Linked DNA regions of Rattus norvegicus: region 2 is linked to region 1. Evidence: chromatin contacts called from public Hi-C data. All regions are on one chromosome and are shown on one strand. Each heading gives the region's core, a stretch centred on a gene start, on an enhancer-like site or on the middle of the called end of the contact. The rest is flanking DNA. Distances are from core to core; before and after follow the strand shown.

What was found. Hi-C and Micro-C count contacts between places; a contact is called where the count stands out from the background.
Region 2: a Hi-C map of the A7r5 cell line shows a contact between it and region 1, with 4 times the contacts expected there. The contact joins two enhancer-like sites. A contact is called at or near these places in 3 of 12 Hi-C or Micro-C datasets (the A7r5 cell line, the Rat2 cell line and Schwann cells).

Annotation. Positions count from the first base shown.
Region 1 is chr13:79,202,069-79,207,579 of GRCr8, forward strand. The region is part of intron 3 of Nme7 (NME/NM23 family member 7); the gene reads left to right. Among named protein-coding and RNA genes, the nearest start is that of Nme7, 14 kb to the left of the region's middle. Within about 2 kb of position 2,528, at least 4 of the 93 cell types and tissues checked have an H3K27ac peak or open chromatin away from gene starts, as enhancers often do. A contact at or near this core is called in the A7r5 cell line, where this site is marked.
Region 2 is chr13:79,605,976-79,611,521 of GRCr8, forward strand. No RefSeq gene overlaps it. Among named protein-coding and RNA genes, the nearest start is that of Dpt, 48 kb to the right of the region's middle. Within about 2 kb of position 2,101, at least 10 of the 93 cell types and tissues checked have an H3K27ac peak or open chromatin away from gene starts, as enhancers often do. A contact at or near this core is called in the A7r5 cell line, where this site is marked.

The DNA of each region.
Region 1 (5,511 bases), core at 1,278-3,777:
AGCAAACCTCAGAGATCTGGCTCCCCACCTCCACCTCTCAAGTGCTGGAATAACGGGCATGCGCTGCCATAGCCGGTTATTTTACATGTGTGCTAGGAACCCAACCCAGCTTTCATGCTTGCATGGTGAGCAGGTTGCCAACTGAGCTGTCTCCTGAGTCCCAGCCAAGATCATTGCTGAAAAATATGAAACTGGAAGACTTGCCTTTCCTGAGTGAAAAAGGTATAAAGTTTCTGTTCTAGACAGTGTGATGCAGCCCTGGGATAGGCTTCATGATGGGTGGAACAGAGTTCAGGGCTCAGAGGTAAACTCTTGGCATAAATTGATTTGTAACAATAATGCCAGCACCATTCCGTGAGGAAAAAGTGTTTGCTATGATAATTAAATATTTGCATTACAGGGATCAATTTAGACTCTTAAGTAGCTCAAAAAAAAATCATAGACCCAAATATAAAACCCCAAATCCAAAGTCTCTTACAATGAAGCATAGGTCTACACCCCTGCAGTACGGTGTCAAGCAAAGCTTTCTAGAGCATGATGTCAAAATCACAAGTCACCACAGTCCCATCGCTGTGCGCTGTGCCGGGGAAATGTTCTAGAACTGCAAATGTGAAGCACGAGGGCTTCTGGAGTACCTACCACTCACTCCTTGATCCTAGTTGGACACAGGTACAGATATCTGTGGGGAAGAAGCAGAATAAGGGCTGAATTGCAAAGGTATGGGCAGAGTTAGAGAAGCTGACAGAGCTGCAGGTAGCAGGAGTAGGGACTGGCCAGAGCAGAGAGCTAGTGGGGCTTCTCAGGGTCAAACGTTTGAGAGCTGTCAGAGATCGGCTGGAGCAGAGGGGCTGTCAGACGGGAGCTCTGCGCTCCAGTGGATCTCAGCAACTAAATGGGATCTGACTGGGAGCTGGGCAAGTAAGCATCTCACCCTAGCGCTCTGGATGCAGCCATTGTCTCCTCCCAGCAAATCCATGTGAAAGATGCAAGGTAAGGGAGTCCTGTGGTGAAGTCACAAAGGCCACTCCCTGCACAGGCCAGGCCTGACTGCAGCCTCTGACTGAGGATCTGCACGGACAAGTGGAAAATGTCCCGAGCATACATTTCCAGGCCCAGTGGTGTGGTGGTTAAAGACAGGCATAACTCCACACCCTCCAGTGTGCTTATGACCTTGGCAATGTAAAGCTTAGGTAGCATTTATATTGGTATTTTCTCTGCTATCACATGGTTTATGGTTGAACTGTAGTCAGTTCTGTAATTGAATATTAAGCATAAATAGTATATACTTTAGAATGCTACGGATTTTTAGATCCAGCATTTTTGTTTCGTCTCAGATCCATTTCTTCTCTTACTTTTGTGCATAGTTGATGTCAAGCATTACCTAAGGGTAGCCCTTGCTCTGGCTTTACCTAACACCATGTCAGCTATGTTCTATAAGGTGCTGGCCTGGGAACAGCTGGTCTTTAGATTCTTTCTAGAAAAACATAACAAATTTTTTGAACCTTTTAAAATATTGAATATTTGATTTTTGCCATTTTACCAAGATCTATCTATCATACATGTATTTCCTTCTTTATTTCAGTATTTGAGATTTCAAAGGCCTCAGAACTACACAGGCCAGTAAGGACTTTCAAAAGAAATGATAGTCACTATCTTCTATAATCTGGTTATAAAGAGAATTTTAATTGCACAAGCATACCAGAGCACAAGCCAGTGCAGTGCTGTGAGAAATCCGTCTGTCCCACAAGGAAACAAGGGTCCTTGTAAAGCAGAGCTGGGTAACAAGTCACAGAGCTCTTGCCAAGTCACTTGTCGACATTTCTGTTCCCTCATTGTTAATATCCCTTTGATATCTGGGCCTCTGAAAACCCAATCACAAGTTCAGATATCCCGACTCCCGACAGGCTGGAGTTGGTGTGAGAAGACTTCCCAGCAATCCAGCAACCTTGTTTGCTTTAAGATATCTGAGGCGAGTTTGCACTTGATTGTCAAGAGCTTTCCCTTAATACAAGTCTGTAACATTGCCTTTTCACACGGCAGTGATCTCAGAAGTCAAGAGATTTTTTTAAAAGATGGGGCTCAAGAAGAAAAAGTTTTAAAAACAAAACCCCTTTCTAGATGGTTGCTCCCCGTGTCTGTGTTCTTCTGCTTTTCTCCCCTCTGCTCTTTAAGAAGTGCGAGCATCCCTTAGTATCACAGTTGGGGGAACACACAAGTTTGTATACTGAGCTTTTGGTTTGGTTTTCTGTGAGACAGTTGTCTTAGTAGATAGCCCAGGCTGGCTTTGAACTTGTGATCTTCCTGCCTCTGCCTTTAGGCTACTGCTGTTTTGCTTTTGTTTAAATCATAAACTGGTCTTGCACTAGCTTCCCCAGTGTTTGGGTTTTAGGAGAGCATCTTGTAAAAGACAAGTGTGAAACAAACGACCCACTGCTTAAACCCTGACTTGGTCCCTGTGTTTCCATTCCCTGGGCTTAGCGCGCTGTATCTAAGGTAGGAACTGCTGGCTTAGCTGCTTCCGTGCTGGTAATACATTTTTAATGACTCACTGTATTCTCGGAATGTTCAGGGCAAAATAAAGTTTGTTCTTCGGCAACCACTTTACTCTCCTTTACTGGAAGCAGCTGGCTGGGGTGGGCAGGACTCAGGTGCCACGACTTCAGGTGCAACCCCATTCAGGGCGGTCACAGGCAGACCGAGAGGCTCAGACTAGTTTAATAACCTGTTGAACTATAACCTTTATTGCCTCAGGGTTTAATGTAGCCACACAGAAACCGATATTTATTAAGTCAGATAAGGAGCAAGTGCTGAGTCTTAATATGCAGATTCTGAGAGTCCAGTTGTTAGTTAGGTCATGACATTGCTCCACAATGCAGCATATCCCTCCATTGGCTGTTAGATAAACAAGAAGCATTGTGTACGAGCAAGTATGTCTTGCTACCTCTTGTAAAATATTTTATTGAAATACAGCAGTAAAATGCTAACATGTAATACAATATGTGTACTCAGAGTTGTGTTAGACTCGTGTCTGAGAACATGGCCTGATTTTGGTTGCTGTGTTACTGGTTTTGCTCTAGTGGAGGATTAAGGTGACAGGATATGGTGCTCAGAACTGAAGGTGTAAGTGCAGTGTGTATGCGTGAACGAGTCTGACTTTTCTTAGAGGTCTCTCTTCACTATTCCTGTCCTCCCTCCCTCCCTCCCTCCCTTCTTTTTTGTATATTTGTTATTTTATTTATGTGTGTTTGTGTGTTTGTGTGTGTGCGTGTGTGTGTGTGTGTATGTGTGCATGTGTGTGTAGGTCAGAGAGCCACTCTCTAGAGTCATTGCTCTCTATGTCCGGGTCCCGGAGTTGAAACTCAGTTCATCGAACCTTGCTGGCAAGCTCCTTATGTGCTCTGAACATTTCACCATTCTTAAGGACTGTGGTTAGGAGCCCGTCTGAATCCAACTGCCCAGCCTCACTGTTGTTTCTGGGCTGTGGAATCACCTGTGAAGGAAAAATTATCCTGCTGTGTAGATCAAACGAAGTCTCCAGCCAGTGCCTGACTGACAGGGTTGCTCCTTTACACCCTGGCTCCCTCACAGTGTGGGCCGTAAGGCTTTGCTTATGCATGTGGGTAGCATGGTACACATGGCTTAACTATAGGAATCGCTTTGTAGCGTTCACAGGATTTGCCATAGAATTTCGTATGAGGAAAGAAGTTGATCCATATTTGGAATAGATAATGATGCACGAGTTGAGTATCCAGTTAGATATGATCCGTATTTAAATGGAAAGAGGTGAAGTAGACATTGAGTTCTTAGAAGAAACAAAAGTTGGTTTGGAGGCCATTTTCTGCAGAGTACCGTGTAGGCAGACCACTGTTCTCACCTCCTCTCCATCGTTCCTCTGCTGGCTCCTCAGAACTCTTCACTCTGTCTTTTCCTCTTTGATTCAGTGCTTTTGGTATCTGGACAGAATAGTGATTTTTCAACTTTGTTCGCAAGTCCAAGTCTAGCTTCCAGCAGCTGTTTGACCCTGTAAGCACTGAGCCTGCTTTCATATGGGTTTGGAATGTAGGGAGAAACCGAAACTGTAGGTATGCTTTGAGGATTATTAGCTGTATACATATAAAACCGACTGCCGTAGTGTTAGCGGATCTCATGATACCTCCACCCCACACTTAATGTAATATTTGATTCTAATTACCTGGAGAATTAAATAAGATTTGAAGAGGTATGCTAAAATAGTAGTAGTTTTTAGAGCACTAAGTACCCTAATAAAAGCAGCCAAGTGTAAGCAGTGGACCCCGCTGATTTATGAAAGGTTTGGTAGTTGGTACCCTCATCCCAAAGCAATAACAACCTCCCTCTCCCGATTTCACCCTCCCTTGATTGCATTTATGAGGTTTTGGTCCTGAAGAATGATGCTGTCAGTATGTTGCTAAACTTACTCCTTATTTTTAATTCTGCTCCGGCCTCTTGAAGCTTCACCAGAATATCAGGTCCTGGAAAAGCATAAGGAATTTTAATTAGGGGTTTTGTTACATCAGAAAAGTATATTAACACAGCTGGTCTTGAGAAATGTTGTAATTTATAATGGCTAACTTAAGAGAGAGAATTAATTAATCTTCCACAGGAATGAGCCCACTAATTGGTTATCCAATGCCAAGTGGTGAACCCTAAAATCATATACAGACTAACAACTCCGAGCAGCTTGTATTTATGCATATATATATATATATATATATATATATGTAACAATAGTAACTAAAGGAAAAAGCATAAAAATTGGGAGCTATTGGGAGATGTTGGAGGAGGAAGAATGATATAATATTTAATTCAAAATTTTAAAAAATAGATAATTTGTAATGCAGTAACTCCTTAAGATTTTATTTCACTTGTGAGCCATTAAATCGAAAAATCCAGTAATTGATTTGAAAAGAGTTTTGTGTGCTTTATTTTTGATACCAGAAATCCTTAAATAAAATATGTCATTTTGTCACAAGCCTTAATAGAGTTCTTAGCTTCCTATGGTCCTGCAAACCCAGCTGTAATTATTCTTTAGTTTTAGAGTATGTATCTGGCATTAGGCCATCTGTTTTAGACAAATACACTGAGTGTAGTGTGTAATATGACTTTAAAATTTATGCTGGGCCTGGTGGCATGTTTTTGTGACTCCAGCACTTGAAAGGAAGAGGCAGAGACAATCAGCAGTCCCACTCTTGGCCATATGACTTACGCTATATGAGGTCCTGTCTCTAAAGAGCAAATTAAAATTTAAAATCCACAAAACAAAATTACGTTAACCATGTGAATGGGAATGCTCTGACATTTTCATAACACCTTTGAGTTTTGTGAGAAGCCAAAACACACTAGTTAATTTCTCACAGCTACAATTTGTTAATAGGAGTTTCATATTGATGTGTTATTAGTGATTTCTTCAATATAAAATGCCTTGCCTATTTTGTAAGTTCAAAGTATAAAACAAATCATTGTATAACCAAGGGAATTATACAGTGTGAAAAG
Region 2 (5,546 bases), core at 851-3,350, 400 kb after region 1:
CTTACTGTAAATCTCCAGTAATATCAAGATGCAGACCGTTGATAAACAGCCAGATCAATAAATTGATTCAGAATAAGGCTCACATGTATCTGGTCAGTTCACTTTTAGATAAAAATGGATAATTCAGGGGGGAGAGAGAGAGAGAGAGAGAGAGAGAGAGAGAGAGAGAGAGAGAGAGAGAGAGAGACTAGTCATTCTACCAACTGTGCTGCTCAATCAGCCACCTACAAGGCAATTAAGTAGAATTGTACCTCAGGAGGACCTATGTTTACACATACACACACACACACACACACACACCCCACATACACACACACACACACCACACACCCCACATACACACACACCACACATATGCACACACACACCACATATACACACATACACCACATACACACACACCACACATATGCACATACACACACACACACCACATACACACACACATGCCACATAACACACACCACACATATGCACACACACACAGCACATACACACACCACACACCACACACACACACACACCACACACCACACATATGCACACACACACCACATACACACACCACACACCCCACATACACACACACCACACATATGCACACACACACACACACCACATACACACACCACACACCACACATACACACACACCACACATATGCACACACACACACACACACCACATACACACACCACACACACACACACACACACACACACACACACACGCACCATGCACACTTCCCCCACACGGGCACACATGCTCACACTAGTACATGAAACACTTTATGATCTTTGCAAACTTTTCAGGTTTGTGTTTAGCATCTCTACTGCACTGGTTAATATCTAAGAAACTGACAAAATGACCATCTCTTTGATTATTTAATTTTTATTCCTTTACAATGTCATGCACATAGACAATGAATTTTGGTTGTTTCCACCCCCATTTCTTTCTCTCACTCTCTTCCTGTGTTTATTTGAACAAAAGGTTGCAAGGGATTTAAATTCTCCATCCCCAGCTAGTGGCTGTTTGGGGAAGATCAGGAGAGGCAGTGTTGCTGGAAGGGGAATGTCACTAGGGAAGAACTTTGCAGTTTCCAAAGACTCCAGTCAATCAGCTTTCTTTGCTGTCTGTTTATGGATCTGGATGTGAGCTCTCGGCTTCTGCTCCAGGGACATACCTGCTTGCCTGCTGCTATGTTGCCTGCTATGACGGCGATAGGCTCTGAACTGTCTGGAACTATCTGCCCCAATTAAACCCTTTCCTCTCTGAGTGGCCTTGGTGACGCTGTCTTATCACAGCAATAGGAAAGTAACTAATATTCACACTCTGGCTGCTGAAACATTTCTTTCATTCCCAAGAAGCGAGCCTCCTAAATCCTTGCCATTGAGAGAGAGAGAGAGCCACTGAGTTTAATTAGGATTGCATGAACACAGGCTCAAGGTTATTTCCTGGAGCGTGAGCAACTTATCTGTGGCTACTGAAGAAAATGACATTTGCTTCATTCATTGACTGACAATAGTCTCCAGGGAAGGAAGAACCTCATGAGCTCCTCCCTTAGCCATGAAGGATGGTTGGCCAGGCCAGTCTTATTCAGATCTTATGGAGGAAAACACATCTGCCTGAGTTCATGAACGCAAAGGCCATGCCAAGTTCAGACGCCACCTACTGTGGTACACCCTTTCCATTCTCTGGCTCTGATAGGCAATTAATAGCCCATTTAGGGCTGAGTATGCCACTGTCAATTATTTGTAGTACTCTGACCAGTTATGAGCCTGTATATTAAAATGTTTACTCCTATAATATAAAGTTGCCATAGATTTAGAGATCAGATAGGCCTCTGGCTCTGTCACAGGTAGCAGTCTTCAAGCTGGCTACTTAACTCCTTGAAGAGCTCTGACTGCCTGTAAACACGTTTGTGATACATTTGCTCTGTCCAAAGCCCGATGCCAGGGTTGAGTGACATCATGGTTTTTGTGTGTGTGTCTGTCTGTCTCTTGCCAGGAACACATTAGAGTCAGTCAACATCCAATTGTTGCACTTCTGTCTGCCTTGGCGCTAAGAGCAGCATCTGCCTCCACAGTCTGCCTTCCTTCTTCCATGGGGAGGGGTTGGTTTACTTCAGAATTAGGATGAGTCAGCACAGCCCAGCACCTCACACAGAGAACTCACTTCATTTTCCTTAAACCTCTCAATCCTTTCCAAGCCCATAAGCATCTCTCGTCAGCCTCACACACCACATGCCCACCGGAGAACACTCACCAGGTAAAAGCAAGGCATTCCTGCGGACTCTGAGCTTTTCAATACACTGTCAGGCACTAGCTCCGTGTCGAATACCTCTGAACACATTGATTTCTTTAGAGCAGTTTGATCCCCACAATCTAGAGCTGACTTACCTGAGGCCAATCGATAGAGCAATAGAAATATAAATAAACCAAAATAAAACCCCACTCCTCTCAAACTCACATGGACCTCATAATAGGGCTACTATTTAAGACACTCCTTTTTGTCTCACTTCTTTTGCATGTACGTTTTCTCCAGGATCAGTAGTCTGTGAGAATAAGAATACTTTTGAAACATACAAACGGCTTAAAGTTTAAAGCCACAGTTTTTATTTAATGCATTGGTTTTGATGACATAAACACATCACGCTTCTTACCTGTCTCTCTCCACCTCAGACACCTCAGATTTCTTTGTTTAGGTATTTCCTCTTTCTCGGGGACTCCTTTCCTTCTTTTGACTCTACCGATCTGGAAGGTGGAGCCACAGTTGAAGACACATGTTGTCCTCAAAACTTAAAGTTCATGGTATCTGTATAAGTTCTCAGTTTCCTGTGACCTTTAGCTGTGGGGCTAGGATTTAGAATTCCGTATTAATCTCTAGCTTGTGGGAAGTTGAACAAGATATTTAATCTTCTGATCCTATATCATCTGTAACTTCAAAATGAAGACATTAGCATCTATCACTCAGGACCATTGTGAGGACCAATCAAGGCAATGCCTATGGAAGTTCTTTGCAAATTGAGCCAGCATAAACAAATGAAAGGGATAATTATGCCCAGGACAGCCCTGGTCACAGCTTGCCTTTCCTGTGTGTGGATATGGCTCTCTTTTGAGAAATGCTGTGAGCGTTGAGGTGTTTTATCCCCTACTATGCTAACACAGGCAGGCATTAGGACACAGAACTGAGAGTATTCAGTATGAGGTGGAGCCAATCCGCTCTTCCTTCAACGAAGCAAATGTCCATTGCTACGTTGTTTCTCTAAACAACCAGCAATTGATACACACATTTGTCCTTAAGACATTTCACTAGAAGATCGCTTTCATGGGGAAGAGGGTGAGTTCCCCCCCACCCCACCCCACCCCCGCCGCTGTACCCCTAATGGGTACCACATGTTCAAAGCCTGCATAGCAAGTCACCAGCACGATTCATCAAATGATTATAGGGATTCAGGAAACAGCAAGTCCTCATTAAACCAAAATAAGAATCCACAGCAGATGCACACTCTATTTTCAAGCTATGCTCTTGTGTTTTATTACCCGGGAGTTGCAGAGTCAAAGCTTGCAACAGAGTAACTGAGCTGGAAGCCCAAACGGGATGATTGTGCAGCTCTTGCCGAGATGTCTAAATAGGAATGGCAGATGTTTACAGCCAAAGTCAAGAACACCTTCCACCTGAAGAGGGAACACGGCTCTCAACTGACTGCTGATGTCCTAGCTCTAAAGAAGAATAGTGTTGGGATTGTTACTGTCAACCCTTTTATGTAACCACTTCTGTTTTTAACTGGTCCTCCTGGTAGAGCTGGGCCTCTTCTCTCCCAACATCCTCTGCTCATCTCTGATTAGCACATGGCACACTGTTTGGGAACAAGATCTGGTTGCAGGTCAATTCAGCTAGACTGATTTTCTTTCTTTCTCCCTTTCTTCTTTTTCTCTTTCTTCTTTATATGTATGTGCGTATATACGTGTGCATCTGTGTGCAGACACAGGTATATGTGTATGCAGAAGCCAGAGACAGACATTGGGTGTCTTCCTCTATTAATTCTCCCTCTTTTGTTTTTAATTCAGCATCTTACAATATCACTGTGACCTGGAAATCTCTGTATAGACCAGGCTTGACCTTGAATTTACAGGGATCTGCTCACCTCTCCTCCAGAGTGCTGGGATCAAAGATGAATTGCAATGTTCCCAAGCCAGTTGGACATGCTTAGGCGAATTGGAGCACAGAGTCTGAATTAGTTAAATGGTGCTAAGTTTGGGTGTAGTCCTTGTAGAAAGAAAGGTTGATGTACCATTAGATGTGATTCTTCACTTCTGAAGAGAGCTGTGGAGTGAAAGCACACAACTATGAGCCCTCACCATATAGAAAAGCAGAGCCAGGGCTACGGAGAGAGAGGAGAGGTAAGGGGGGAGGGGCACTAAGGGCTAGGATTTACCATTTATTTACTTGGCAAAGGACTTTGGTCAAGGCTTTTGATCATCCTGAGTGTCAAGTTTTTGTTTGTTTGTTTTTGTTTTTGTTTTGTTTTCTAAAACATTCAAAAATTTATCTGATAGATAATTTCAAGAATGCATGTTATAAGCCAGTTGTGCAAGATATGGGGGAAATGGTGATGAATGGGGTGCTGGCTTTCTTTGAAAAGAAGTATTACTATGCACTCATTGGTAAGTGGCTATTAGCCCAAATGCTTGAATTACCCTAGATGCCTAGAACAAATGAAACTCAAGACGGATGATCAAAATGTGAATGCTTCACTCCTTCTTTAAAAGGGGAACAAGAATACCCTTGGCAGGGAAGAGAGAGGCAAAGATTAAAACAGAGACTGAAGGAACACCCATTCAGAGCCTGCCCCACATGTGGCCCATACATATACAGCCACCCAATTAGACAAGATGGATGAAGCAAAGAAGTGCAGACCGACAGGAGCCGGATGTAGATCGCTCCTGAGAGACACAGCCAGAATACAGCAAATACAGAGGCGAATGCCAGCAGCAAACCACTGAACTGAGAATAGGACCCCCGTTGAAGGAATCAGAGAAAGAACTGGAAGAGCTTGAAGGGGCTCGAGACCCCATATGTACAACAATGCCAAGCAACCAGAGCTTCCAGGGACTAAGCCACTACCTAAAGACTATACATGGACTGACCCTGGACTCTGACCTCATAGGTAGCAATGAATAGCCTAGTAAGAGCACCAGTGGAAGGGGAAGCCCTGAGTCCTGCTAAGACTGAACCCCCAGTGAACTAGTCTATGGGGGGAGGGCGGCAATGGGGGGAGGGTTGGGAGGGGAACACCCATAAGGAAGGGGAGGGGGGAGGGGGATGTTTGCCCGGAACCGGGAAAGGGAATAACACTCGAAATGTATATAAGAAATACTCAAGTTAATAAAAAAAAAAGAAAAAGAAAAAAAAAAGAAAAGAAGTATTACTGGCCTGGAGAGATGGCTCAGTGGTTAAGAGCACTGATTGCTCTTCCAGAGGTCCTGAGTTCGATTCCCAGAAGCCACAGTGTGGCTCACAACCACCTGTAATGGGATCCGATG